Regions from separate parts of the Mus musculus genome. Here all the other regions are linked to region 7. Evidence: chromatin contacts called from public Hi-C, HiChIP or PLAC-seq and promoter capture Hi-C data. All regions are on one chromosome and are shown on one strand. The core of a region is the stretch at or near the end of the contact, and the rest is flanking DNA. Distances in the headings are between cores, read along the strand shown.

The links. Promoter capture Hi-C pulls out the DNA fragments that hold promoters and counts their contacts. Hi-C and Micro-C count contacts between places; a contact is called where the count stands out from the background. HiChIP or PLAC-seq counts read pairs in DNA pulled down with a chosen protein or histone mark.
Region 1: a contact with region 7 is called in a promoter capture Hi-C map of pre-B cells, with 2.8 times the contacts expected there. The contact joins the promoter of Tnfrsf19 here to the promoter of Wdfy2 in region 7. A contact is called at or near these places in 2 of 39 promoter capture datasets (the C10 cell line and pre-B cells).
Region 2: a contact with region 7 is called in an H3K27ac HiChIP or PLAC-seq map of extraembryonic endoderm stem cells, with 8 times the contacts expected there. The contact joins the promoter of Msra here to the promoter of Wdfy2 in region 7. A contact is called at or near these places in 3 of 39 promoter capture datasets (the C10 cell line, liver and pre-B cells) and 1 of 115 datasets of contacts at active chromatin or transcription factors (extraembryonic endoderm stem cells).
Region 3: a contact with region 7 is called in a promoter capture Hi-C map of pre-B cells, with 4 times the contacts expected there. The contact joins the promoter of Trim13 here to the promoter of Wdfy2 in region 7. A contact is called at or near these places in 4 of 39 promoter capture datasets (embryonic stem cells, hippocampal neurons and pre-B cells) and 1 of 115 datasets of contacts at active chromatin or transcription factors (astrocytes).
Region 4: a contact with region 7 is called in a promoter capture Hi-C map of pre-B cells, with 7 times the contacts expected there. The contact joins the promoter of Spryd7 here to the promoter of Wdfy2 in region 7. A contact is called at or near these places in 10 of 39 promoter capture datasets (the 3T3-L1 cell line, 3T3-L1-derived adipocytes, the C10 cell line and 5 more), 3 of 484 Hi-C or Micro-C datasets (muscle stem cells, pre-B cells and uterus), 3 of 115 datasets of contacts at active chromatin or transcription factors (astrocytes, embryonic stem cells and large pre-B cells) and 1 of 9 other capture datasets (adipose tissue).
Region 5: a contact with region 7 is called in a Hi-C map of uterus, with 5 times the contacts expected there. The contact joins the enhancer-like site here to the promoter of Wdfy2 in region 7. A contact is called at or near these places in 4 of 39 promoter capture datasets (3T3-L1-derived adipocytes, cranial neural crest, liver and 1 more), 3 of 484 Hi-C or Micro-C datasets (CD4 T cells, embryonic stem cells and uterus) and 10 of 115 datasets of contacts at active chromatin or transcription factors (astrocytes, cardiomyocytes, embryonic forebrain and 7 more).
Region 6: a contact with region 7 is called in a promoter capture Hi-C map of liver, with 3 times the contacts expected there. The contact joins the promoter of Arl11 here to the promoter of Wdfy2 in region 7. A contact is called at or near these places in 2 of 39 promoter capture datasets (hippocampal neurons and liver) and 3 of 115 datasets of contacts at active chromatin or transcription factors (astrocytes, embryonic forebrain and microglia).

The regions. Positions count from the first base shown.
Region 1 is chr14:61,044,935-61,048,502 of GRCm38.p6, forward strand. Tnfrsf19 (tumor necrosis factor receptor superfamily, member 19) reads right to left here and starts at 1,921. Exons shown (of 10, transcript NM_013869.5): 1 at 1,181-1,921. All of the region lies in intron 2 of Gm41167 (a long non-coding RNA gene), which reads left to right.
Region 2 is chr14:64,438,753-64,442,541 of GRCm38.p6, forward strand. Msra (methionine sulfoxide reductase A) reads right to left here and starts at 2,288. Exons shown (of 6, transcript NM_001253712.1): 1 at 1,958-2,288. The coding sequence starts at 2,093.
Region 3 is chr14:61,597,582-61,601,084 of GRCm38.p6, forward strand. It overlaps Trim13 (tripartite motif-containing 13), which reads left to right and starts at 1,931. Exons shown (of 3, transcript NM_023233.3): 1 at 1,931-1,989; 2 at 2,213-2,314.
Region 4 is chr14:61,555,551-61,559,007 of GRCm38.p6, forward strand. It overlaps Spryd7 (SPRY domain containing 7), which reads right to left and starts at 1,336. Exons shown (of 5, transcript NM_025697.4): 1 at 971-1,336. The coding sequence starts at 1,076. It also overlaps the pseudogene Gm4118.
Region 5 is chr14:61,646,795-61,650,219 of GRCm38.p6, forward strand. The region is part of intron 1 of Dleu2 (deleted in lymphocytic leukemia, 2); the gene reads right to left. Among named protein-coding and RNA genes, the nearest start is that of Mir15a, 16 kb to the left of the region's middle. Within about 2 kb of position 1,592, at least 436 of the 459 cell types and tissues checked have an H3K27ac peak or open chromatin away from gene starts, as enhancers often do. A contact at or near this core is called in 3T3-L1-derived adipocytes, astrocytes, cardiomyocytes and 9 more, where this site is marked.
Region 6 is chr14:61,308,393-61,311,830 of GRCm38.p6, forward strand. It overlaps Arl11 (ADP-ribosylation factor-like 11), which reads left to right and starts at 1,361. Exons shown (of 2, transcript NM_177337.3): 1 at 1,361-1,545; 2 at 2,248-3,438. The coding sequence starts at 2,351. The coding sequence ends at 2,881.
Region 7 is chr14:62,835,601-62,839,179 of GRCm38.p6, forward strand. It overlaps Wdfy2 (WD repeat and FYVE domain containing 2), which reads left to right and starts at 2,090. Exons shown (of 12, transcript NM_175546.4): 1 at 2,090-2,457. The coding sequence starts at 2,321. It overlaps Gm26536 (predicted gene, 26536), which reads right to left and starts at 2,931. Exons shown (of 2, transcript NR_168886.1): 1 at 2,525-2,931; 2 at 1,301-2,420. It overlaps Mir8098 (microRNA 8098), which reads left to right and starts at 2,121; the gene lies at 2,121-2,257.

The DNA.
Region 1 (3,568 bases), core at 671-3,170, 1.8 Mb before region 7:
GTGTGTGTCTGTCTGTGTGTGTTTGTGTCTGTATGTTTGTCTATGTGTGTGTGTTTGTGTGCATCTAAGTGTATGTCTTCATGTGTGTGTCGGTGTATATCTCTGTATTTGTATATCTGTGTTTTTGTGTGTCTGTGTGTATGTGTGCTTGTGTGTCTCTGTGTGTCTCTGTATTTGTGTGTGTCTCTGTATTTGTGTGTTTCTGTGTGTGTTTGTGTCTGTGTGTATGCATGTGTGTATGTGTATGTGTGCGTGCGTGCGTGTGTGTGTGTGTGTGTGTGTGTGTGTGTGTGTGTGTGTAGAAGTTATGAATTCACAAGTAGCAGTTAACTGGCAAGCTGGGTGCCCAGTATAATTTGGTTTTGTAGGGCACTAATTGAAGTGAAAATGTGGCTAAAATACTTCATGTAACATAATAACTGTTGATTGCCAGATAGTTTTGGTAAACAGTTGGCAAATTGTAACTCACAACAGCTGTCACTATATATTTAGAGTAAATGTTAATTTAAGAATATTAACCTCGGGAGTGTTTCTGTAAACAAAGCTTCTCCTATTTTCAGAGGTTACAGAGCCTGGCTTGGGTATTTTTAGCCAAACCTAACGCAGCTTGGCGCTCCCTGTTTCCGAGTTCCTCCGCTTTACACTTGAAAGGCTTCAGTCCTAAATGCCTTTGCAGAGATTCCCTTGGGAATGCGAATGGCAAGGACACATGTGCGATAGATTCACATCTCCCGGAGGCCGGAGAATAAAGTAGTAATATTGCTAGGATTGCTAGAGAGGAGTTTTGCTCCGTAGGGTGGGGGGAGATAGGGGAAGAGAAAGGAAGGTGGGGTGGGAGTGAGGGGGTGTTAACAGAATCCCACCGTTTCTAAATAAAGTAAGAGGAGGTTTTCCAGCCCAGCTTCCAGCGTCTGAAACCCTGCTGGCAACAAACATTAGCGAGGCTCTGTTTTTGTCCTGTTGGAACTACTCACTTCCAAGTAAGATTTGCATGACAGATATCAAACTCTTGTGCAAACCGCGAAACAATTGCATCAAGAATCAAATTCAGTTTCACGTGCACGCAGCCTGGTGCTGGACTTGGCTTCAGGCATGCTTGCTGGGAGCTGATAGCCATTTTTCCCCCTTTGAACATGCGAGGAAAACGCAGTGAAAGTTCCAACCACACACGAACGCCTACCTGCTACTCGCCAGTGCTGTGCTCCAGACTCACGCTTTCCGCAGCTTGGTAGCACTTCCGCGCCAAACGCTTTTACCTTCCCAAAAATGTGTGTGGGCGCAAGCCCAGACAAACTTCAAATCCAGGAAAATGGATTACCCGCGCAGATCAAAGGCAGGCGAACTAGGAGATGGAGTGCCTGTAATCTGATCGCCGATCAGTTGCTGCGCATCAAAGGCAAGGCTGAGTTTACTCGCTACGCGCGCAGATCTAGAAAGTTCGCTACCGTCTGGTTCTTTTGTTAAACGTGGGCCACGTTGTTCTGCCCCAGCTCTGGAGAGCAGGCTTCCCCAGCCTGGGCTGAGCGGCTGGATCTGCAGCTCTCTCTCGCGGTGCCCCAGCTGGGCTGCCTAGTGCCAGCGCTGCTGCGCCGCATCCCTTTCATCTCGCTGAGTGGCAGCTCCCATGACATCATGCCGTGCCGTGGGGCTGGCCGGGAGAAGCCAGTCAGCCTGATTTCTAGTCGCGTTGGTCTGTGCCTCGCCCGCGACAGCCCTGCAGTGTGTCTCTTGGCTGGGAGGGACACACCAGGACTGCTCTGGGCCTCTGTGCTCCGGGCCTGTAAGGTCCTGGATCGTTGCAGGTTCCAGTAGACAGCATCAAGCCGCTGCCTGTGACAAAAAGCACGAAGTCCCTACCAGAGCAGGGTAGTCCGAAACGCAGCAGAGCGGCACAGCAGTGTTTAATTAGGCCGTTTCTCCGAACACCTGCCTTACACCGCCAGGGTCACAGGCAAACGTTTTAAAAAGCTTGATTCCCCACCCCCAACCCCACGCGCGCGGCTCCCCACCCCAACACACACATACTGCGACAAGTCTTTAAGAATTAGTAAAATGTCTTTTCCTGGTGAAAGTATTACAGGTGGCGCCAGTCAAGTATGGCTTTCATTGAGTGAAGGAGTGGATACTACAACTTACAGAGATACCGCCACTAGCTCACTGGACACCTGGGTCAGAAGCTTGTTAATCTAAATTTGGGGTCCTAATAAAACAACAACAACAAAGGATGCCTTCCTTCTGAGTTGCAATCATGGATACCTCTAGCGACTCCTAAAAGTCACAGAAAGGTGACTTAGAGGAAAGCATTTGCTTGCAATCACTCCACAGCTTCTGTCCCAGGCAAAGCACAAATCACAGTTTGGATCCAGCTGAGAAATCGCCACCTTATTTTCTGTACTGTAAAACGGAACTTAGTGTCCGTTGTTTAGAATACCCACGAGGCTGGTAAAGCACTGTGGTCGGAATGTGGCATGTTTTTGAACATGGAGCTGTTTATTCTGGGAGAGAGAAAAGATTTCCATTATATGATGGAACTGCATCTGTTTGCAGAAGGGCACTGAAAAATATCATCTGCAGCACCCTTAGAGGAACCCACTTCCTTCCTGTGACTTCCTTCTCTTATCAGTTGCATCTCATTTTTCCTGGTGTGATATTTAAAAATAGTTTATGCCCTGTCTATCTCCAGCTGTCTTTGATTCCTGTGTAAATCTTGATGGCAAAATACTTGGTTTGTGAGTTCATTGTAACACTTAAATAGATCTATTTGGTTTCCAGTATTTTTCCCCAGTGGGAGGTGGAGGCTGAACCCCAGGGCCTGTTCATGCCCTCCATCTCTGAAATGTCCCTGAGACACATGGGGCTTACTTTGTACTTGTTTGTTTTCTTTTTCCTTTTCGAGACAGGGTCTCCAGTGTCATGAGCTGGCCTCAAAAGTGCTGTTTATTCAAAGACAGCTTTGAACTCTTGATCCTCCTAAAGGCTGGAATTACAGACATCCACTGCTACATTCAGTTTATGTGATTATGGTTTCTGAACTTAGGGCTTCATGCATATTAAACAAGCACTCCACCAATTGAACAATGTACCCAGCCTCACATCCTTCAAATGAGCAGGCATGCTTTTGCATACTATCCCAAGACACCTGTACCTACAGAGCTCCTGAGCTCCAAGGACTCATGAAATCAGGGGCAAACTATTTCCAAGAAGGCTGACTTTTCTCTGAGGTAACCCAGATGTTCCATGGTCTAGGGTCCATGCCCAGAGCCTTCATCAAGTTTGCTGTTCCAGAGCCAATGGAAACTGCTAGGTGCTCTTATCTCTGGGTGAGCAAGTTGCTTACAGGTCTCTACAGTTTACCACCCATGGGAAATGGGCAAGGATTGAATTCAGATGCTTATGTTTCTAGAAGCTTCCAGAAGGCATCTGGAAGCTACAGCTTCAAGGAACACGCCAGTCAAACCAGCTCTACGTGAATCTCACAAAGCAACACTGGTTGCTCAAATGCCTTAGCCCTATGCACTTGAGTTGGTCTTTTCTGAGACAAGAACTATCCATGTGGGAAATGAATCAA
Region 2 (3,789 bases), core at 1,038-3,537, 1.6 Mb after region 7:
CAAACCTGCTCATGTTTCCATCCATTCGAGGTGGCCCAGAGGAAAGAAAAATTTAAAAGCCTTGAAGGTTTGAATCTTGCCTTCTTGCAGAATGTAAATCTGCCACCAGGCTGCAGCTGATAAAAGGGTACAGCCATCTTAGAGAATGCAAAGAGGGAAAGTCTGAAGCTGAGATGGCGGGTTTAGCTCCAAAGGCATCTGATGACAGTGCATGGCTGGGACTAGGCAAAGCAATACTAAACAGATGGGCCTTGTCACCTAAGAGGGGGCTCCACTGGCCACAGGGCTCTTGAGAGAACGGGGTACAGATAACAACAAGACTCAATAGATCATATAGAGACATGAGGAGAGCAGAGGCTGCAATAGAGAAGGATACAACTTCCCAACTAGGAAATATAAAGACTTTCATATTCATCATGGTCACCAAAACTTATAAGACGTAGTGAGGCACAGTGTTGCTGGAACCAAAGGCAACCCTAAGCAACTCCTCTAGCTTCCCTTCTCTCAGTTACTTTAGATCCCTCCCTACCAGAGACCCTCCAGCCTGCCATGTGACTGGGCGACATGACACCCATGCTCCTCTTATACTTGACTTTTAAAAAATCATTAAGTTTGGAGGCTGTGCAGCTGTGTAACCTATCAGAAGTCTCCCTCCATCTCTGCTGCAGATAACCCCTGGGACGTGTCTGTGGCTTTCACTGTATTTATGGTTCAAAGGAAACTCAGCGTCAAAAACTCCATGTTGTATTCAACTGTATTTCTACTTTGCACTCAAGGAATGTTTGTTTGAACTGAGTAGCACAAGGTTAATGGCTTAGCAAAATCTCCTAGCCTCTCCTCTCCCCTTTCAAGTCTGAAGAGATCAAGATAAGATATTTCCACTGTCCACAGAAGTATCCAGTAGCCTTGTGATTACGGGTCAGGTCAACGGATCGCTGGCCTCCAGGTTTATGACGCCTAACTCCAAACTAGAAAGATACCTAGAGGCCTATAATTTGTCAGCTCCTGCCCTAAACCCCTCTCCTCAACCCTCTCTGCCTGAAGATAAATGGAGCCTGAAAAAAAAAAAAAAAAAAAACAGTTTACCTGGCCACCTTCTTCTGGTTTTGCTAACTTACCAAATAAGTCATTCTCTTTGTCCCCACTCTTTCTAAAATATTCAGGTCCCTTTCCAAGTGGAAAGCACATGAACTTGGATTCTGTACTGGGAACAGTGAGAACCTTTCAGGAACGAATACTCCCAAGAGTGGGGGGTTAGAAACATTACAATAGGGCTGACAAGGTAAAAGGTCAACAAGAACTACAATCCGATTTCAACTCCTAGGTCCTAAGTGGTGCAAGGAGAAAACTGAGTCACACAGGTAATCAGCTGATCTTCTCACGTGCGCCTGGGGCTTAAGGGAGCACACACAGACACCTCTTAGAGGCTTCATCCATAGCACGTGGAGTTTCTGCAAACGGGGGAGACAACCCAGCATGCCCTTGAAATAACTACAAACTGGGGAGGGTTCTTGCAACCAGCTCTGGCCGAAAATTACACTTCAAAACCTAAGTTCCCAGCGTTGTTAGGTCTGCCTCCAGCGCTTCCATGAACTGGCACCGCTAGACGCTCCTAGAGGCCTAGGTGAAAAGGAAGACTAAGGCTGGGCTCCCACCAGACTCCACTAGCCCCAAATACGGAGCTGCAGACCAGCAAACGGGCTGGGTCGATCCCAACGCTAAAGTCTTTCAGAGCGAGACTCAAACAAAGAGAAGCACGCAGGCAGGAGACTGCCCAGCTGAGCTCCCGCCCTTCCCGGGCTGGGGGGCGGGAGAACTGGGGGGAGGGGGGGATTCGCTGCTTCTTTGCGCACGCGTAGACTCCGACCTGGGACCCACCCGCGGTCCCGCACGTCTTCTTCCGGGAGGGCGCTGTGCGCAGGCTCCACGCGCATGCTCAGCAGCCGTGCCACCTTACCTGTTACAGGGATCGGCTCGGTGCGTCCCGGCAAGGCTTCCTCTGCGGAGATGACTTTCGAAGCTGAGTCGCCCATCCTCCGTACCGGGTTGGCGCTAGAGAGGAGCTGGAGAGCCCTTCTAGAGGCGGAGAGCATGGGCGGCGTGTCCGTCTCGCGGGGCAGACCTCCAGGCCTGGCTGTCTCTGAGGGACAAAGTTCCCAGAGTACGTGAAGCCGCGCGGGCCAAAATTGATGCTGGCTGGGCGCCACCGCGGGAGGTCAGAGTTGCTGCCGTTTCTCCACCTCCGCAGCCAGGGTTCCGGGTGCGATGTACTCACTCAACCACAAAGTAGAAAAGGGAAATCAATGTGTGTGCATAAAAAGGCAGCGAGCTAGAAGAAAGGCAGACCTATAAGAGGATGGCTAGATGGACAGCTAGGAAATTTGTCTATTTCTATCGGAACCATCTTGATAAGTCACATCGATCCAAAGTGAAACCAAAGCACAATTCTCAACACCACAAAGGATCAAGTACTCAACATGAAATATAAACATATAGTGTGTGTACGTGTATAAATGTATAAATACATTCTTCAGCGCATCTCACAGCCCATAAAGTAAACAATGTAGGCACAAATACATTGTTAAACGCTTTATGTGAATGAAGTTAATGGTGAAGTTGGACCAGACGGACTTCAGAAATTATGAGAGAATATTCCTAAACTGAATCTCTAGCCTTAATCTTTAGGTGGCTAGGACCAGATGAGTGATTTCAGAGGTCCTGTATGAGATTTTTGATTTACACACTGCCAAAATGGGCGGGTAGTCTCACATGAAGGAAGGAACTGAGGATTAGCGCCCACAGGGATTTGAAGCTTTGAAGCTAAGCTTCTCCGTGGGTTTAGTTACCACTTTGTGTTCATGTGGGACTGTAATATAAGGACTAGGATTAGTGTACTGCATAGAATGTTGCCAGACACACAACGTTAAACAGATTAAGGTGTTTGTCTTATAATGTAAAAGTCTCCTGGGCCAACTTGTTCTCAACAGTTTACTTGTGGCTTGCTTTTGCTGTGACATTATGCCAAGCAGGTTCTTTCTACGAGGCCTTGCCTGAAACCATCCCAAGATCCAAGATGTCCCGTCCAGGCTTGAAGAGGGCCTGGTCACTAAAAAAAAATGTGTTAAAAAAAATTGTACTTGTAATTTACTGCCCTTTGACACACAGTGACTTGCTTTTTCTGTTTTGTGGTTGACAGAACAAGGGTCATGCAAGAAAAACTTCGTAACTAAATACTGTGTAACGGAAGAATTTGTAATGTTAAGGGAAACTGCTTGTGTAATGTTAGGTATCCCAGAACCACAGTCCATAATATTTAGTATGTAAGATATATATATATATATATATATACACACACACACACACACACATTTCTACTTACCTACCAAGGGGAAATGAGTTTAAAAAAATAAAGTAAAAGCATTGTTTAGAGTTTTATTATTCAGAGTAGTGGGTCTCTTACTAAAGTTTCTTTCCTGCCTTGTGGTCCTAGAAATCCAACTCAAAACACCAAGCTTGGTGGCAGGCACTTTTACCTGCTGAGCCATCTCTCTGGCCCCACTTTAAACATTTTGAGGGTTCTGTGTACACTGTTTAAATGTTTTCAATGATCCTAATGGTTGTACTATACTCATGCAAGCATTTTGAAAGAAAGAAGCATCTCAATTTCTTTAAAGTTTCCTTCATACAAGTTTAACCTTATTTAACAAACTAGCTGTGTTGGCTGAGTTGTTTCCTGGCTTGTTTGTTGATTACAAAGTCTCTCTCTGTAGCCGTGGCATGGAATTCAAA
Region 3 (3,503 bases), core at 681-3,180, 1.2 Mb before region 7:
CAGCATATTATGCCTGAAGTTTTGTGTGGGCCTGGGACAAAGCTTTCATTTGCACTGACATTTTTGGTGCTGTAGGAAAGAACCTGTTTGTTACAAGATATTTGATTACTGTACATAGAAAACCTAACTGTAGGCTGGGCATGGTGGTGATGCCTTTAATCCCAGCACTTGGGAGGCAGAGGCAGGCAGATTTCTGAGTTCAAGGCCACCCTGGTCTACAGAGTGAGTTCCAGGACAGCCAGGGTTACACAGAGAAACCCTGTCTCAAAAAAACAAAAAACAAAACAAAACAAACAAACAAACAAAAAACCCTAACTGTTAGCAAACCATCAAAGACTAGGTAGATATTGTGTTATCAGCTGCAGTTAGGTGTGTCCTAACAAGAAGCAGCTTGGCTGTGCCTCAGAAAACCTTAGGTAAGAATGCTGAGGCAAATTGCTTGGGAGAAGTCTTGTGGTCTTTTCTCTGACCTGAGGCTATGTCGGTTGGGTGGCCCTGAGCCACTGTAAAGGTGAAGTGGTTTGGCTCCTACTGACTTGTCTTGGAGCCCTCCCCCCTCCCCCCATCTTGGTGGTGAAGTGGTTCAGCCTGCCAAGGGTGTGGGGGAGGAGCTAGAGGCTTCTTTTTATAGCCATTGGATGGAGGCCCCCACTCCTTTGTTTTTTGGCCTTTATGGAAGGAGCTTCAGTTAAGAGATAGAGATCATCCTTTGCGTTTGGGCTAACAGTGGAGTACAGGCAGGACTCGGGCAAAACGGAAATCTAGGTAAGAGCGCTAAGGGGCCCTGCTGGGTTTGGAGGAACTCAAGAGAAAGGTGGATTAGCTCCGTAGAATGACACAAGTTTCTAAAGAGCTGGAAGTTTAGTTGTAGGATCAGGCTTATAAATAATATATATTTTGTATATAGTTTAGAAAATGAAGCTACCTCCCCGATCTAGCAGGTTTTTACCCCAGTTTACGCTTCACGTGTCAAGTGGTATACATAAACGGTTACACGTGCCGTTGGAATTTGAGGAAACCCTCCACAGCTTCGTCTTGGTTTTCCACCTTGTAGAAAACCTGTTCATTTAGAGGATAAGGCTCTTGGTTCCACTGTAACGTTCTCGTGAGGACTAAGTTAGAAATGACAGGGATTGGTCTTAGGAATGGTGTAGCCGGGACCACAGGCAATGGGCGGAAGGGGGCAAGAGGGGCTTTTCCATGACTTGGAACCGCGCTTTCCCCAAATTTGCTCTCCTAAAGGCCCAGGCCTTCCCAAGCGGGAGTAGACGTGCTCCTCCAGCACACATCACCCTGCATTTACCGGCTTTCAAGTTTGGATAGGAACCATCTTTTTCATCCTCTGTAACCACGGTCTCCGCATAGGAGGTGGAAATCAGGGCGAGATATTTTATTTTATTTTATCTTATTTTATTTTGGTTTTTCTTTATTTTTTATTTTATTTTTATTGATTGATTGATTGATTGAGATATTTTAAAACCAGTTAAAAGTTCCTGCCTCTGAGGGGAACCGTAGTAGTGCCTTTCTTTTCTTTTCTTTTCTTTTCTTTTCTTTTCTTTTTTTTTTTTCGAGACAGGGTTTCTCTGTATAGCCCTGGCTGTCCTGGAACTCACTTTGTAGACCAGGCTGGCCTCGAACTCAGAAATCCGCCTGCCTCTGACTCCCGAGTGCTGGGAAGTAGTGCCTTTCTATAAAGTTGGGTCAATGGTTTTCTACCCAGAGATCGCCGAGCCCGCTGGGTCCTGAAAAGTAGGCAAAGTGGTGTGAAGGGTTGGGCTGTGTTTTTGTTTTTGTTGTTCTTGAAAAATGCAAGTAACAACAACAACAAAAATACAGCAATCCAAACTCGGCGCGTGGGCGTCACCAGAGCACTTATCCAGAGGCTGGGCGACCTAGGTGGTGCGCAGGCGCGGGACAGCGGGAAGCAGAGGGCGTGGTCGCCGTGTCCATTTTGCACCGGCGCAGCCCGGCCCCAGTTGGCTGGTGGAGGTGAGCAGTGTGCTCCGAGTAGGGACCGGGGGCCGGGAGTCGCTGGCCCCGCTGCCGCGGCCGGGGGACACCTGCGTGGGCGGTGACGGGCGGCACGGCCTGGCGGCAGCGGTGCTACTGTCGCGGTCGGGAAGGTCAGCGCGCCGCTGGGGAGGCCCCCTGGCTAGGAGGGGGCCAAGAATGCAGATCTGTGCCTGTGACACTCTTTCTCCTTTCTCTACAGTGTTCTCCAGTTTTACCGTCAAAACGTGAGGGAAAACGAACTGGCTCTCTCCACAGAAAATATAGTAAGCTTGCCAAAAGCATATACTTGCCTGGAACAAAGGTAAACCGTATTATTTTTCTTTATGTTCTGGTATTTATGAAGGGGAAAAATACCCGATTTTATTAGTCCTAGGACCATTCCAGATGGAAATAAAAAGAATAAGTATATCTTCACCACCTCCTTTAATAATAGGGCCTTTGTTCTTTTCATATTTCAAAACTCATGGATTCAAAAATCCATGCTTGCCATTCATTTTTTTGGTAATTACTATATATAATTTAAAAAAAGTATGCTCTAAAGGAAACAAATCCAGCAACATTTCTTCTGTGTGGTTTGTCTTAGTTGTCCAGCTACTGGGGCTGTAGAGCAGGGCTTTAGATTCCTGCAGCTTTCTAGACATTTGTATGAGGAGTGCTTTTAAAACAGAATGTCAATATATAGGCATTCTTTGTGCTAGGACTCAATGGGGCTATTAATCAATTATGCCCCCCCCCCCTTTTTTTTTGCTTTAAATTACACCTTGGAGTATGCTATCACAGTCTACCCGGGAACTACACCTCTGCCCTATTTAATGCTAAGCATCAGTTTCACACAGCCTAATATCACCTGAAAACAATCTGAACTGAGTAATTGTTTTTCAGATTGGTCTGTGGATATGTCTTCATTTACACTGGGCACACTGTGGGCAGCTCTATCTTTAGGCTGATGAACCAGCTAAGCAGGAGCCCATTATGGACAGGCAGCCATCCACATTCTTGATGGTGTCTGCTGGTTGGGAGTGGGTTCCATGGTGGAAGGCATTGTTGTGGGGAATAGAGAGCAGTTTGTTTTGCCTTGAGTTCCTGCTCTGACTTACCTCAGTGATGGACTGATTGTAACCTGCAAGTGTCAGTTGATTTTGGTCAGTGTTTTGCACTGAAAGTAACAGGTCCAGGCCCAGAAGACCCATGTCTTCAGCCTTCCTTCCCAACTGTTCTTTCCATCCATGTATTTTCTGGTAGGTCTGGAAGTTGCTCACTCTGGGCAAGCGCTTTCAGTGAGCTGCAACCTCAGCCCTGCTCTGTGAAAGGGTCTCTGACCCACCGCAGTTCATGCTTCTGTGTTTCTGGTACCCTAGTTGTATTTATTTTCAAGTAATATGAAGATAGTATTGTAAAGATCCTCATTTTGTAAAAGATAAAACATATTTGTGAAAACTATAAGAGATTTTTAGAAATCTATGGAGTAAACTTTGTTTTGGGAATCTATC
Region 4 (3,457 bases), core at 86-2,585, 1.3 Mb before region 7:
TGAACATCCACTGTCTATAGTGATGGATAGGGGCTTAAAGGTATTTAGTACTGAAATTCTGTACTAGAGACTGTAAATTTGTGGTGGCACTGTACACCATAGTAAACGACGACTGCGTATAGTACTGCAATAGAAAATATAATGGGCAATGTTTCCAGACTTGTAGATTATCTGGGCAGAAAAGAGTTTTGTTGTAGATATTAAGAATGCTTGTGTTACTTAAATACAGTCTTTTAGACAATGAGGTATTTGGGGAAATCAAAAAATGCATTAGTTTATTGTAATAATACACAAAAAGACAGCACTCTAACTGAAATAATTATTCTGGGAAATCTGCCTGGATAATATTCCAGAAGCTTGGAAAGGGTCTAAGAACTGAAGTAATCCTATGTAGAAAAAGATGCTACAGGGGGGGGGGAATGTTGGATGAGAAATTATTATTAAATTAATTATAAAGCCATTGGGAACTGGAAAAAAATGGATGAGAAGGAGCACTGTTCTATTTTGCAATCGCTTGGCCCGATGGCGAGAGTCAGATAAAATTACAGCGTTCCCAACAGTGACTAAGGTGTCCAGCAATGGAGATTTTAGTGGAAGTGGCTTGTTACGACCTGAGGCTCTACTCCAGGCTTCTGCAACCGGCCCTGTTTGGGCTTCAGGAAGTGAGGGGAAAATTACTCCCCCAGAACAAGCTTCAGCCTATATTTGATAGTGCTGAAGACAGGACTCAGCAAACACTAGGTGACACTCGACACCCGGGCACTGATGGCGGGCGGGCGGGCGAGCGCCCCCGCTTCCTCACCTGGGAACACCTGACTCCTCTCTGAGAGATTCAGCCCTGGGAGGCTGGCACAGCCCATGCCCGATGACCGAGGCCAGAGAGGCCACAGGGGGCTGCGTGGTCACGTGGTCCCCGCCCCATTTCCCTCGGCCCTCGGTGGGCGGTTGGGTCCAGTCGGGAGGCCCTTACCCATGTGCTGCGTGTCCAACTGTACGGCCGGCATCTCCTTGAGAGGAATGTGGCCAGTCCCGCCGTCCCTGCAGCAGCGCAGGCAGCACCACGCCGACGCGGCCATGGCGTAGCTACACAGCCCCACCGCTCCGCCCGCGCCCGAGTGCTTCTGGGTCGCGGGAGCCTCGCAGCCCGCACAGCGACGCCAGGGCCGGGAGGCGAAGCGGAGACTGAGGCGAGGTCCCCCGGCGAAGGAGCGAGGACCGCCCGGAGGGGCGGGGCGGTGTCGGGAGGTGGGCGGGGCCAGCGGCCAGCCCAAGTCAAAGAGGGTGTGGCGGGTGGGCAGGGCGCTGTAGAGAGCCGAGCAGGGGCCCGGGCTTGACTGACTGAAAGAGGGCGGGGCCAGTGGCCTGACGCCTGGAAGAGGGCGGAGTTGGGGAAAAGGTCCGGGTTTCTGAAAGTGGGCGTGGCCAGTGGCCTGACTGACATGGGGTGGGCGTGGCGGCGTGCGCAGGCGTGCTGCGGCGTCCTCCCCTAGGCCCTGTGGCTGGCAGGTGAATGGTGGAGCTGAGAGTCGTCGGGATTCCCTGCGGCTGTGGTTGTTGCTGGTTTGACAGGGCCTTCTGTGCTGTTTATAGGGTCTGGAACTCCAGCCCTGACCGCCTCAGCCTCCGTAGTAGCTCCGTGCTGTGTCGGCGCGCTACTGGTAGCTGCCTGGGGCGGCTCCGCAGTGATTTTTAGGGATCGGCAGACCTCCTTTGGGCATGGAGCTAATAAAACGCCCGGGAGTTTTCCGTCGGAACTCTCCGGCTCTCCGCATCCTGCCACGCAGACTCCGAGGACCCGGTCTTTGGGTGTGCGGCGAGGCTCTTCGCATTTTCCATGCACCGGCGTTTATCATTGGGTTGATTGCTGCGTGGACCCAGGACTTGCAAGCAGTCACCCTTATGAGGGGACTACGGGAAGGGGTCGGGACAGGGCCGAAAGACGACTTTTTAAAAAGTCATTATTGTATATTCGTGCTCAGGACGTGCGTTCAGGCGCTCTCGTGCCACGGCAAGGTCTGAAGACAACTCTCAGAAATAGGTTTTCTTCCCCCTACCTTGGAGATCCGGGAATCGAACTCAGGTCTTCAGGCTTGCTTTCCGATCAGACAGTCTTACTCAGCTTTCTGGTGCACCAATGGTTCCTAGAAATGTGAAGGGAATGCCCTGAGAGAGGGTGAAGAGAAACTCAGCTCTTACGGGGGTCTGCTGCTTCCTATTACCATATCGAAGGAAGGCCCCAGTGGGGGTCACTTGTTATCTGTCTGTCGTTATCCCTCACACCCCATGGTGTCCCAACAGAATCTGGCTCAAACCTCTCTTCCAAGATAAGATTCCCACCCTGGAAGTTTTCTGGGTCTTCATCAAATCCTGGAAAACTGAACAAAAATTCCCAATTCTTTAGTAATGGTTTCCCATACATAACCTTTTAGTCACCTGAGTGTAAATATACTTTATTGAGATTTTTAGCCATAGGATGAGGGAAAAATTTCAGACTTTGGTTTCTTCTATTTATAAAAATATTTTTAGGGCTGGAGAGATGGCTCAGCAGTTAAGAGCACTGGCTATTCTTCCAGAGGTCCTGGGTTCAATGCCCAGCAACCACATGGCAGCTCACAACAACTGTCTGCAACTCCAGTTCCAGGGGATCTGACATCCTCAAACACCAATGCACATAAAATATAAACAAATACATAAATAAATATTATGATACTAAGGGAGATATCCAAGGCTTTTTTTTACTTTGAGACTTAGTTATTACAGAATTAATACCCAAAGTAATTGCTAAAATAATTTCAGACTATCCCCTCTCCCTCACTGCCTCTATATCTATTGAAGTACTCTTGATAATCCTCTCTTTCTCTCTCTCTCACTCTCTCTCTCTCTCACACACACACACACCACACGATAGACTTTTTGCAACATTTCAAGCTCAATACTGTCCCTACTTTATAGATGAAGAAATAGGTTAAATGACTGTGCAATTTCACAAAGGTAGAAAATATACAAAGTATGATACAAACCCCAGGGGTCCAACTCCAGCCCTTTATTTGCTTCACCACATCTTTTAGCATCTCAGATTTTAAAGTTTAAACTTAAAATTAAGGTTACAACCCTCTAAAAATATTCGGTTAAAAAATGCAAATTTGTGCTTCATTTTTTTTTGCATGTTTCATTAGTCTTCACATTAGCTAATCTGCTATAACATATGTAAATAAAATTTGTTTTATGTCCGACTTTCCAGGTAAAGATGGCAGAGCGCAGTTACAGCTTCTTGCTGACTACACTACATTCAGCCCATCTAGCAAGCTTGTCCAGATTGAATATGCTTTGGCTGCAGTAGCTGGAGGGGCCCCTTCAGTGGGAATTAAAGCTGCAAATGGCGTAGTATTAGCAACTGAGAAAAAAAGCAGAAATCCATCCTGTATGATGAAAGGAGTGTTCACAAGGTGGAGCCCAT
Region 5 (3,425 bases), core at 342-2,841, 1.2 Mb before region 7:
CATTTAAAAACAGATTTGCAAAGTTCTAAGAGTACATTCAATTTTTACAAAAAAAAAAATGTAGAACAGATTAAGTTTAAAGTTCACTTTCATCAAAATGAAAGAAACAATTTTCCCTTAATATGTATCCAATAAATACATGAAGACTGAGACGGAAAAATTTTATCAAAGGAAAAACCAAACACCTTAGATCCTTCGGAGAAGTTTTCAACTAATGAAGAACAGAAATGTCTTATAACTCCAACAGCAGAAATACAGTTTTCTGAAAACAGCCTCTTTAGTTTTACATTTAAATATATATATTTCAGAACCATCTGAAAGGCTTTTACGGAAGAAACAACTCTATTATGTACTAACTTAAAAAAAAAACTCCGATTTTACATTTTGTATTTATTTGAATAGTTCTCTGTCTAAACACAGTTTTTCGTAGGTCAAGAATTATCAGCTCTGGGATCAACATTCAAACCCCCCAGTCCCGCTTCCTTCCAGCCAATCAGTGGGTAAGAAGCCCGGCGTTTGGGAGCTCCGTTAGACTCAATTTGAAAAACATCACATTGCGCTCCTACTCTTCTGGAAGGGATCTAAATGAGGGCGGGTCCCCCAGTTTTCACAGACACACACCAAATCCAGGGTTCTGATAAAATTCCAGAGGGAGAAAGCTCTGTAGGGGGCCTGCTCTGACTAGCAAGTCACCGAGGGTCTCCTGAAGCCTGAGTCCTCGGCGAATAACCGAGAAGCTGCAGCAAAAGCATCCGCAGAGGATCACTAAGGCAGGTCCGTGCGACCCTCCCGCAGAACGTCCCATGAGCTAAGGGTTAATCTAGGGGTGCTGAGGGAGGAAAGCGACACAAGAGTTTAACGTGGACTCTTCACAAAGACTAGTACCTAGCGAGCATTACCTAAAGTCAAAGCTGTCACTGGCTCATTCAAGAGCTGTCGACTCTGGGTTGACAAAAAGCCAACAGCCAACGAAGAAAAAAAAGAAAGAAAGAAAGAAAGAAAGAAACCCCCCCCCCAAAGGAAAGACAACTCCGCTTTCTTCCGCCTCAGCGTCAGGAGTACCCAAGGAAAGTTGAGGACTGCAAAATGACCGTTAAATCGTAGGTGCAAAGGCTTGTCGGCAGGAGACACCAAGTTTCACGCTACTTTTCCTTGAGACGCTGCGATTCAAGGACCGGAGAAGGAAAAAGTCTTCTAAGAGCCCGACGCCAGGAAATCGCAAGCTCGCAGCCCCGTCCTTCCCTTCACCCCGACACCCCTCCCCCTCGAGCGAGAGAGGGGACCGCCGGGAGAGCAACGACAAAATGACCCAGCTGGATGCGGCCATCCATCCATCCGCCGCGCCCGGGGTCGGGATCCGGCCCGGGACCGGCCCGGCCGGCGTCGTTTCTTCCCCGCACTCCGCAGCGCACCTCGGGGGCCGCGGGCAGCCGTCTCTCCCGCGACCCAAGTTTCCCGGCAGGAGACGGCCTGCGCCCGGACCGCCGTGCACACCGGGGAGGGCGGGCGGGCGCCTGTCGCGGGCGACCCTGCCGCGCCGGCCTAGCTCCCCGGCCGCTCGCGCTGACAGGTCGGGCGGCGGCCGCTCGGCCGTGTCCCGCTCAAACCGCGCCTCCCCTCCCCCAGCTCCGCGCTCCCGCCACCCGAGCGCGGCCGGACGCCGCCCATCCGAGGACACCCAACTTACAGCAACCGGATCCCCTGGGGGAGCTTCTGCCGCGAAAGTGAGGGCAGACCCCGAGTCCGGTCCCTGCTCCCCTCACGGTCCTCCGGTCCCATCGCTGCCACCTCTCGAGACCCGCTTCGCTACTTGAGGCTCTTACCGACTGCGCCGCATCTGGCGAAGCCCCACCGACTGCCCTCTGCTCTAAGTTAATTTTTTTGATGATTTTTGGGGGATTTTCCGGCGTGATCCTAGCGTCGCGCTAGGCTCGGACAGGTTATCCCTTCCCTCCCGCTAGATTGATGAGATCAGGCATCACTCGAAAATGGCGCCGAAAGCGCTGAGACTCCTCATTCAAATTCGTTAGAGCCAACCCCGCCGCCCCGGGGCATGCCGGGAACGCGGGCCGGCTCCACAGCTGTCCCTGCCTCCCCCCACCCACCCCCGCGCGACCCTGCTGCGCATGCGGAAACTTCTACCTCCCTCTCCCCCGGCACATGCGCAGGATCGTCGTGGCGCAAGGCTCTCTACTTCCTCGGTTCCAGTCCCCGCTGTGTCTTGCGCTCCTGTGTGTGCCTGCGTGGCCCCTGTGCGGCAGTGGAGGTGGTCAGCTTTCGGACACTACTCCGGTGACACACTAGTGATGAAACAAATCAGGGACTATCTTAAGAGTTTCGTAAAAACAAGACAAAAACCGCTTTTAACTAAACTCCAAGCCACCGAGTGCGCCTTCGAGCCCTGGGTGGCCGCTCAGGAACTTAAAACCGCGTATCGCTGTCGTGCTCTCGCCCTCCGCCAGCGCCTCCCAGATCTGTCACACCTAAGCCTAGAACCATCTCACGAGGTAGGAATTTTACGGTTCAATCACACGACCAGCGGGCGGCTGTCACACCCCGACGTTTCCCTCCACCCCAGACCTCGAGGTGTGCGACCAGCCCACCATGCACAAGCCTTTGGATTCTGAACTGGAGACGGAGCTTTCGGTTCTGGATTGGAGCCGAAGATGTACAATCTTTTGGACGTCACTAGGGTACTTTTCCAAAAGAAAAAAAAAATAGTGCTAGAGTAAATTATGGACTCACCAGATAGGTTTCCCGTTGTATGAAGCCCCGAAAAAGTTGTAAGAGCCACTGGGTACTGATAATGTGGTACGCATTGTTATCAAACGCTTTGTGGATCAGGTGTCTCACTGCCCACAACACCTCTATGAAGTAGGTATTATTTTTGTTTTATGGCTATTGAAACCTGATGTTCCGATTATAAATTCTGCCGTCTTGCAGCTGGTGAGAGCAAGCTAGGTAAACCGCCTTTAAAAATGACTCTATAACAGGACAAAAAAAATGAAGTTAATATTTTAATTTTTCTTACAAAAGCATCTTTTGATCCTTTGCTTGCAAGACATTGTCCCTTCCACTAGGCTAATTAAGATGAAGTTTTTAAAAAGAAAAACTGCCATTGCTCCTAGATGACTATAGGGCTGTGTTTGGTTATGTTTCACTTGATTCTCATGGATTTTTAAAAAATGACTGTGAGTGTTTTGTTTACATGTGTGTATGTGCATCTTATATGTGCCTTCAAACATCAAGAGAGGAGGGATTTCCTGGAACTATGCTAAAACTAAGCCTGGGTCCTTGGCAAAATCAACAAGTGCTCTCAACTGCTGAGCTATCTCTCCAGCCTTATCAAATGTTGCTTTTCAAAACAGAACCCAACAGTTTAAAAATCAGGGATATTACTATGTTTGCTCTAGTTTTTATTATAA
Region 6 (3,438 bases), core at 111-2,610, 1.5 Mb before region 7:
AAAAGACCCCACCGCCACATGCAGTTAGGGAAGAATTGCAAACAGCTGGTTGGGGATGTGTGTGGCTGGACCTTCCCTGCCCTCTCCTCCTATGAAGAATGGTAAACAGCCAATAGGCCCAACTGCATAAGCTTTTGACCCAGGCTCAACATAATCCCTGTTCTACACGTATACATATATATGTGTTTGTGTATATACATATACATGCACATATGCACGCACACCCCTTTGGAGGGTTTTTTTTTTTTAATTTAGAATTATACTCTACAATTTAACACACACGTGGTTCTGTCTAACCAGAGGGACTCTCTGAAGTCTAATGCCATTTACTTGGGAATAGCCGTACACTGCAATGTGGATACATGCAGCAGAGGAAACTGTGTTTATTCAAGGTGGATTGAGGCAGGTGAAAGGTTTTGAAGGAAGAAATGAGGAGCCATGAGCTGCAGAGATGGCTCTGAGAACCAAGTGCCTGTCGTACAACAGAAGGAGCATAGCACCTTGTGGAAGCTGGGCAGTGTCATCACCTGTAACCCAGCACTGGGCGGCCAGAGGACCCCAGTCTAGACAAATGAATGAGCACCACAGAGGTGTCTTAGGAGAAGAGCCTCTCCCTATGCGGAGGAAAAGGCTGAGGTCCAGGTACACAGACATGCACAGGGCCGTGAGGACACCGAGAGACCCAGTCTCAGAAAATACAGTGGAGAGTAACTGAAGACCATGCCAGAAATTGACCTATGGCCTCCATATGCATGCACATGTACATACATGTGAATATACACCCACACAAACATGTTCATGCACCACATGTACACATACACATGAACACACACAATAGGAGCATAACTATATGAAACCATCTTAGGCTGCAAAGGAAAATAACAAGGGTCGTACTATTCCAAAATTAAACAGTTGTTGGACAGACATCTCTGTAGAACCAGTGTGTGAGAGCGTGTGTGTGTGTGTGTGTGTGTGTGTCTGTGTAAGGTTGTGGTTCTAGCAGAGTCTTTTATGAATGCTTATCAGTCATGCACGCACAAGATCTGCTCCTTTATGTACTTATTAATTATTGATTAATTCATTTTTTCCTCCTCCTTTTTTGTTTGGGCTTGACAAGTCACTCCATTTTGATTCTGACAAGCTTCACAGTTTTGCAAATCAAAGAGTCTCCCAGCACCAGAAAACCACTGCTGCCCGTGCTGGGTGGCCTGCGCTTCAGGATTCCCAGGGAGATCACAGGAGTCAAGGAAAACAAGGAAGGGTGACACAACTCTGAACTTGTGAAGTCCCTCAGACTGGGGAAACTGGTGCTGGGCGGGGCTCCACTAACAACGGAGAGCTGAGATGTCTTGAGACACACCCCCAATATGGGAGGATGTCTGCCCTAACCACTCGAGAGAGGAAGCAAAAACAGGACAGATTGCAACAGCCACTACACTTCCTTCATATCCTGCTCTTGGGACATGGCGACCAGCAGAAAGAAGCTTGATTGTGGAGAGGTGCCCTAGCGGAGGGATGTCTGCCACAGTCCAGGCAACCACAGAGGTAACTCTAACTCTTGCTCTTTTTCTCAGGGCAGAAGTGAATGAGGTTCCTTCCTTTCCTTCAGTGATATCTGATGCACATACTCCTAAGAGTGCTATGGTCCACCTTCTGCCTCTCTAACTTTCTCCTAAGTTGTAGATAGTTCTTAGGCCTTCATGGTTAGAATTCTTTAAAACACACACACACACACACACACACACACACACACACACACAAACATGCACACGCACACAGTATTCTAGAGGCTTTTTATATGGTGTGGAAAAGTTCTTGGCTCTGACTCAAATTTGCCTGAATCAGCAGTGGTTGTCAGTAGGTACTGGAGAGACCAATGTGCAGGTCCTGGGAGGAGTTCTAAGAAGTTAGCATACCCTGACCTGGCTTCTCCACTCTCTGGAATGCAGTGTGCTGCCACTTCTGAGTTTAGGCCCCAGGAAGGAAACAGGAGGGTCAGAGACCACAGAGTGAGAAATGAAAATGCCTTTCTGCAGCCTCTCCTGAACACGGTTGGTCGGCTGCTGCTTCCTTCGCCTCTACTTTAACTACTTAGGAAGGACGCTGGAGTTCTGCATCTTCAGGTGGTTCTCCGCCAGCACCAGAGGCCAGTCAGCTGCTGTTGACTCACACTTCCTCACTTCCTGGGCTTTTCAGGGTCCAGCCTGGGTCTGAAACCCTTCCCTAAAATGACTTGTTTTGTTCTAGGGTAGGAGCTCAGTGCATGCATGCATGGATTTGCATTTCTTCAGAAAAGAGTAGCTGATGTGCGTCCTCAGCCTTTCTGCAGGAGGATTTACTAGGGGCCATCATGGGCTCTGTGAATTCCAGAGGTCACAAGGCAGAGGCCCAGGTGGTAATGATGGGCCTCGACTCTGCTGGCAAGACCACAATTCTGTACAAACTGAAAGGAAACCAGCTGGTGGACACCCTACCCACTGTTGGTTTTAATGTAGAGCCTCTTGAGGCTCCTGGACATGTGTCACTGACTCTCTGGGACATTGGGGGACAGACCCAGCTCAGAGCTACCTGGAAGGACTACCTGGAAGGCATCGACCTCCTTGTGTACGTGCTGGACAGCACAGATGAAGCCCGCTTGCCTGAGGCAGTGGCTGAGCTCAAGGAAGTCCTGGAAGACCCCAACATGGCCGGCGTCCCCTTCTTGGTACTGGCCAACAAGCAGGAGGCTCCTGGTGCTCTGCCGTTGCTTGAAATCAGAAACAGGCTGGGCCTGGAAGGGTTCCAAAAGCATTGCTGGGAGCTGCGGGCTTGCAGCGCTCTCACAGGACAGGGGCTGCAGGAAGCCCTGCAGAGCCTGCTGCATTTGCTGAAGTCCCGCTGAAATGCAGTAACCTCTGACTCCAGGCTGGAGCAGGACAGGGAGCAGGGTCAGGCGGACCCCGTGAGCGGGCAGAACAGCTTATCCTGGCTATGAACAGACGGGGCCAGTTGAACCTTGAGAAAAGGAAGCTCAGTTTACCACACGAGAAACCACAATTCTCTTGGACAGTATATTTTCTTCTCAGGACTTATTCTCAGTGGCAGTTATGCTGAAAATCAACTGTTCTTCAAGTAACAATAGTCAGAGGGAATATAAAAATTCTCACAATACCCCGGGTAACAGCCCACTACAAAGTGCCAATGTAACAAAGTTGGTGACATAGTAATTGACCAAGTTCACAAATGAAAAGAGGTTCCAAAACTGCATCTGAGTGTCACCTGGCCTATCACTGTCATCTGAGTGTCACCTGGCCTATCACTGTCATCTGAGTGTCATTGGGCCTATCACTGTCATCAGGAGCAACTCTTCCTGCTGGGCTCTGGGCAGGAGCCACTGTCACTTTTGTACACTTAGCTGGGCTGACAGCAGTGAGGGGCAGGTCTGCTCCCAGGATGCTG
Region 7 (3,579 bases), core at 840-3,339:
GTGTGCCACCACTGCCCGGCCCACCCAGTCTTTTATTACCAGTTTTGCTTGTGGAATGTGCCAGAAAAAAAATACATACTGTTTGTTACTAAAATGGTTTGTGGAGTCTCCTGTGACCCTGGCTTTCTTTGTCTGACAGACACCCTTTCATAATTGGCCATCAAAGACTGAGAAGTTGATCTAAAAGAAGTCATTTTAATCCAGTTATTAAAAATAGCCTTGGGGGCTGGAGAGATGGCTCAGCGGTTAAGAGCACTGACTGCTCTTCTGAAGGTCCTGAGTTCAAATCCCAGAAACCACATGGTGGCTCACAATTATCTGTGGTGAGATCGGATGCCCTCTTCTGGTCTGTCTGAAGATAGCTACAGTGTACTTACATATAATAAGTAAATAAATCTTTAAAAGAAAAAGACGTTTATTTAAAAAAAAATAGCCTTGGTAGTAGGTTATAAAAGATGGTTTAGCAACTAAGATTACTTGTTAGAGGACCTGGGTTTAAATCCAAGCACCCATATTGTAGCTCACAATAGGTTGTAAATACAGTTTCAGGGGGTCCACTTCTTCTGACCTTGCTGGGCTCCCGCACACATGCGGTACACATATTGGCACTCAGGCACACACACACACACACACACACACACACACACACACACACACAAACACAAACACACTATAAAATAAAGAAAAAATAGTTCTCTTGGGCCTGTAGAGATGACTTAGCAGTTAAGAGAACTGGACACTCTTCCAGAACTACATTTGACTCACAGCACCCACTTAGAGCTCACAACTTTCCATAACTCCAGTTCCAGGGATCCAGGCACACACCTGGCGAACAGACATACATGAACGGAAGACAGCCTTCTGACTGCTTTATTCCTTTCTCTCTCAATTCTGTACAAACACTAGTCTGATTATTTCACGTAAGTGGAATCATAAAATAAACGGTCCTCTATGATTAGTTCCTTTCATTTAGCATTTTGCTTTCAAGGTTCGCCTTGCTTTGCTATGCTAATGGAAATCACAGATATCTAGTACCCCACCGTTTCTTTTGGACCTGACAGTAGCAATGTTTATCCTTTGAAGCAATACTACATTCCCCCCCCCCCAAAAGAGACTGTTTTACATCCCCACCTGAATTGTAAAGGAGTTCCAATTTCCCCATAGCCCAGTCAACATTTTATTCTCCTTATTACAGTCATTCTATATTATATTGTGATTGTATTTATTAACTGTCCGTTGTCACTGGAAAAGCAAAAATGTTCAATTGCTAGGGATTGGAAACAAGACTGGACAAAAAGACTTAGGTTCAAGTGTGAGTCCTTTATTCATAATACAAAGAGAAGATTGATACCATGATCTCTAAACTCCCTCAAAGAAGCTTGTATGAGAGTCTCTTCTTCCTCTACCCTCATATCTCACTAAAACCGGTGGCAGTGTGACCCCGAGAGAAGTCTTGCTCAGCAGGGCTTGCTCTTTAGTTCTCCCTCTTAGATACTACACTATTTCTGCCTCTGACTTGGGCAATAACCCACAGAAGGCGCAGAGTTTCGTTTGCCCACATCTCTCCTGGGCTGAGAAGTGGGCGTTACTGCTTTCTAGAACAAGGACGTCGAGGATGGAGGAAACTACAACCCCCAAGAGTCCACGCGGTGCTGGCAAGAGCCGTTTCTCTACGGCCGACAGCACAGCGCCCTCTCCGGTGTGTTATTGTTAAAACTTAGCGGTGAGTCATCTGCGCGCATGCACACTCACGTCCCAACTAGTTTAGCCTCTATCCTTCCTGCAGGCGCTTTTCCGGTGCGGCTGACGTAGGCTTTTCCCCGCCCCCAGAGTCTGGAGAGGGTGGGGCTCTGGGCACGCGCATTCACAGATTTTTTTTTTTATGAGGGAGGGGACAAAGCTTTGGGTGTGGAAGGGAAAGTAAAGGACTGCGGGGCGCATGCGTCCTGACAGCACTGCGGGCCTCGGTTACTTACGGGCGGCGGGGCGGAAGTGGCTCCTGGACTGACGCACGCGCATTGGCTGCTAGTGCCCATCCTCCGGAAGTGGGTTGGCCGCCTTGCGACAGGGCCCCGCCCCGCCCCGCCCCCTGCTCCCCGCCCCCTACTCTCTTAGGTGGCGCCGGCTTGCGGCTAGTGTGGCGGCGGTGTTGGTTTTGGAAGCCAGAGCGGGCACATTCCCTGGACAGGCGGCAGGGCTATGGTCGCTGGCTCCCAAAGGCCCGCTCCGCTTCGCAGCCCGATCCTGAGCGCAAGCCTGAGCGTTCTCTTCAGCCAAGTCCCCCGGCGCGTTCGGCTGCTCCCCGGGCGCGCCCCCTCCGATGGCGGCGGAGATCCAGCCCCAGCCACTGACCCGCAAGCCGATCCTGCTGCAGCGGGTCGAGGGGTCGCAGGAGGTGGTCAACATGGCGGTGATTGTACCTAAAGAAGAGGGTGTCATCAGCGTCTCGGAGGACAGGTACTGACTGCTTGTCCCCGTGCCGCGCGGAGGTCCGGCCCTGGCTTGGTGGGAGGGTAGACCGCACCTACTGGTTCAGTTCCCAGCGCGGTGGCCTTGGCCTCAGCAACTGGTCCCTGGCGGAGTCCGAGTGGCCCTTGGGTTAACAGTGCAGGAGACACCAGACCTGGTCCAGTTTTGGGGATGGGAAGGGCAGAGGGAGAAGCCGCCCAGCTTTGCAGGTGTTTTAGCTTAAAGGACCCTCCATGCACCGGGATGATTTGGAGGCGCTGCTAGTTGGTCCATTGTTTGGTTACCCAAACGAGAAAGGGAACGTATTTTCTTTCTTCTATACGGTTCACCGAATCTGTGTATCTCCAGGACATCTTTCACCGAACCCAAGGACTTATTAAATTGTGAAGAGAGTAACTTTGGGCTTCTGCGTGTGGCGCCTTCCTTTCCTAAAAGTTTATGTCTTGGAGCTCAAGGGGAAGTGACTGGAAGTTGCAAGGGATCACTTTTGCAGACAACTGCTTGAGTTCCTTCCCTTTGCCTACTTCCTTTCCAAGATTGCTTAATTAGCAGAAGTAGCTCTGGTTCTGCCTTCAGGATTCCCCTTTTGCGCTGTGTTTTTGATTTCCAGAGGAATGCCGCTTGAATATAGGGGATAGGGTAAGATATCTGAAATTACTATTTGGGTAATATCTACAAGCATTTTAAAATCAGTTGTAGCGTGGCAGAGGTATGTAACTGTCTGGGTTCTTAGCTTCAGACAGGCAGTTAGGTTTTCTTATTATAAGTTAGTATCATGCCGAGGTAGAGTTATTCTGTGACTCTTAAAATTGCAAAGATAAAGCAAAAAGTGCTCACTTAAAAAAAAATCGTTTCAGCACCTAATGTAAATTCAAACATTTTTTACTTGATTTGTTTCTTAGGTTCTTGAATATAAAGGAAGAGTGTATTGCATGTGTATATTGCATATCGACCTCTGCATCATTCTTGATATGCATGGCGCCTACTTCATTTCCTATGCAGATCTGTGGGGAAACATTGCGAACATATGCTAATGGCAGTCAGTCCAGGAAGAACTGAAGAAACTGAGTGACGTGGATGTGGGAGCCGTTAGAGATTCATAAAGAAGTC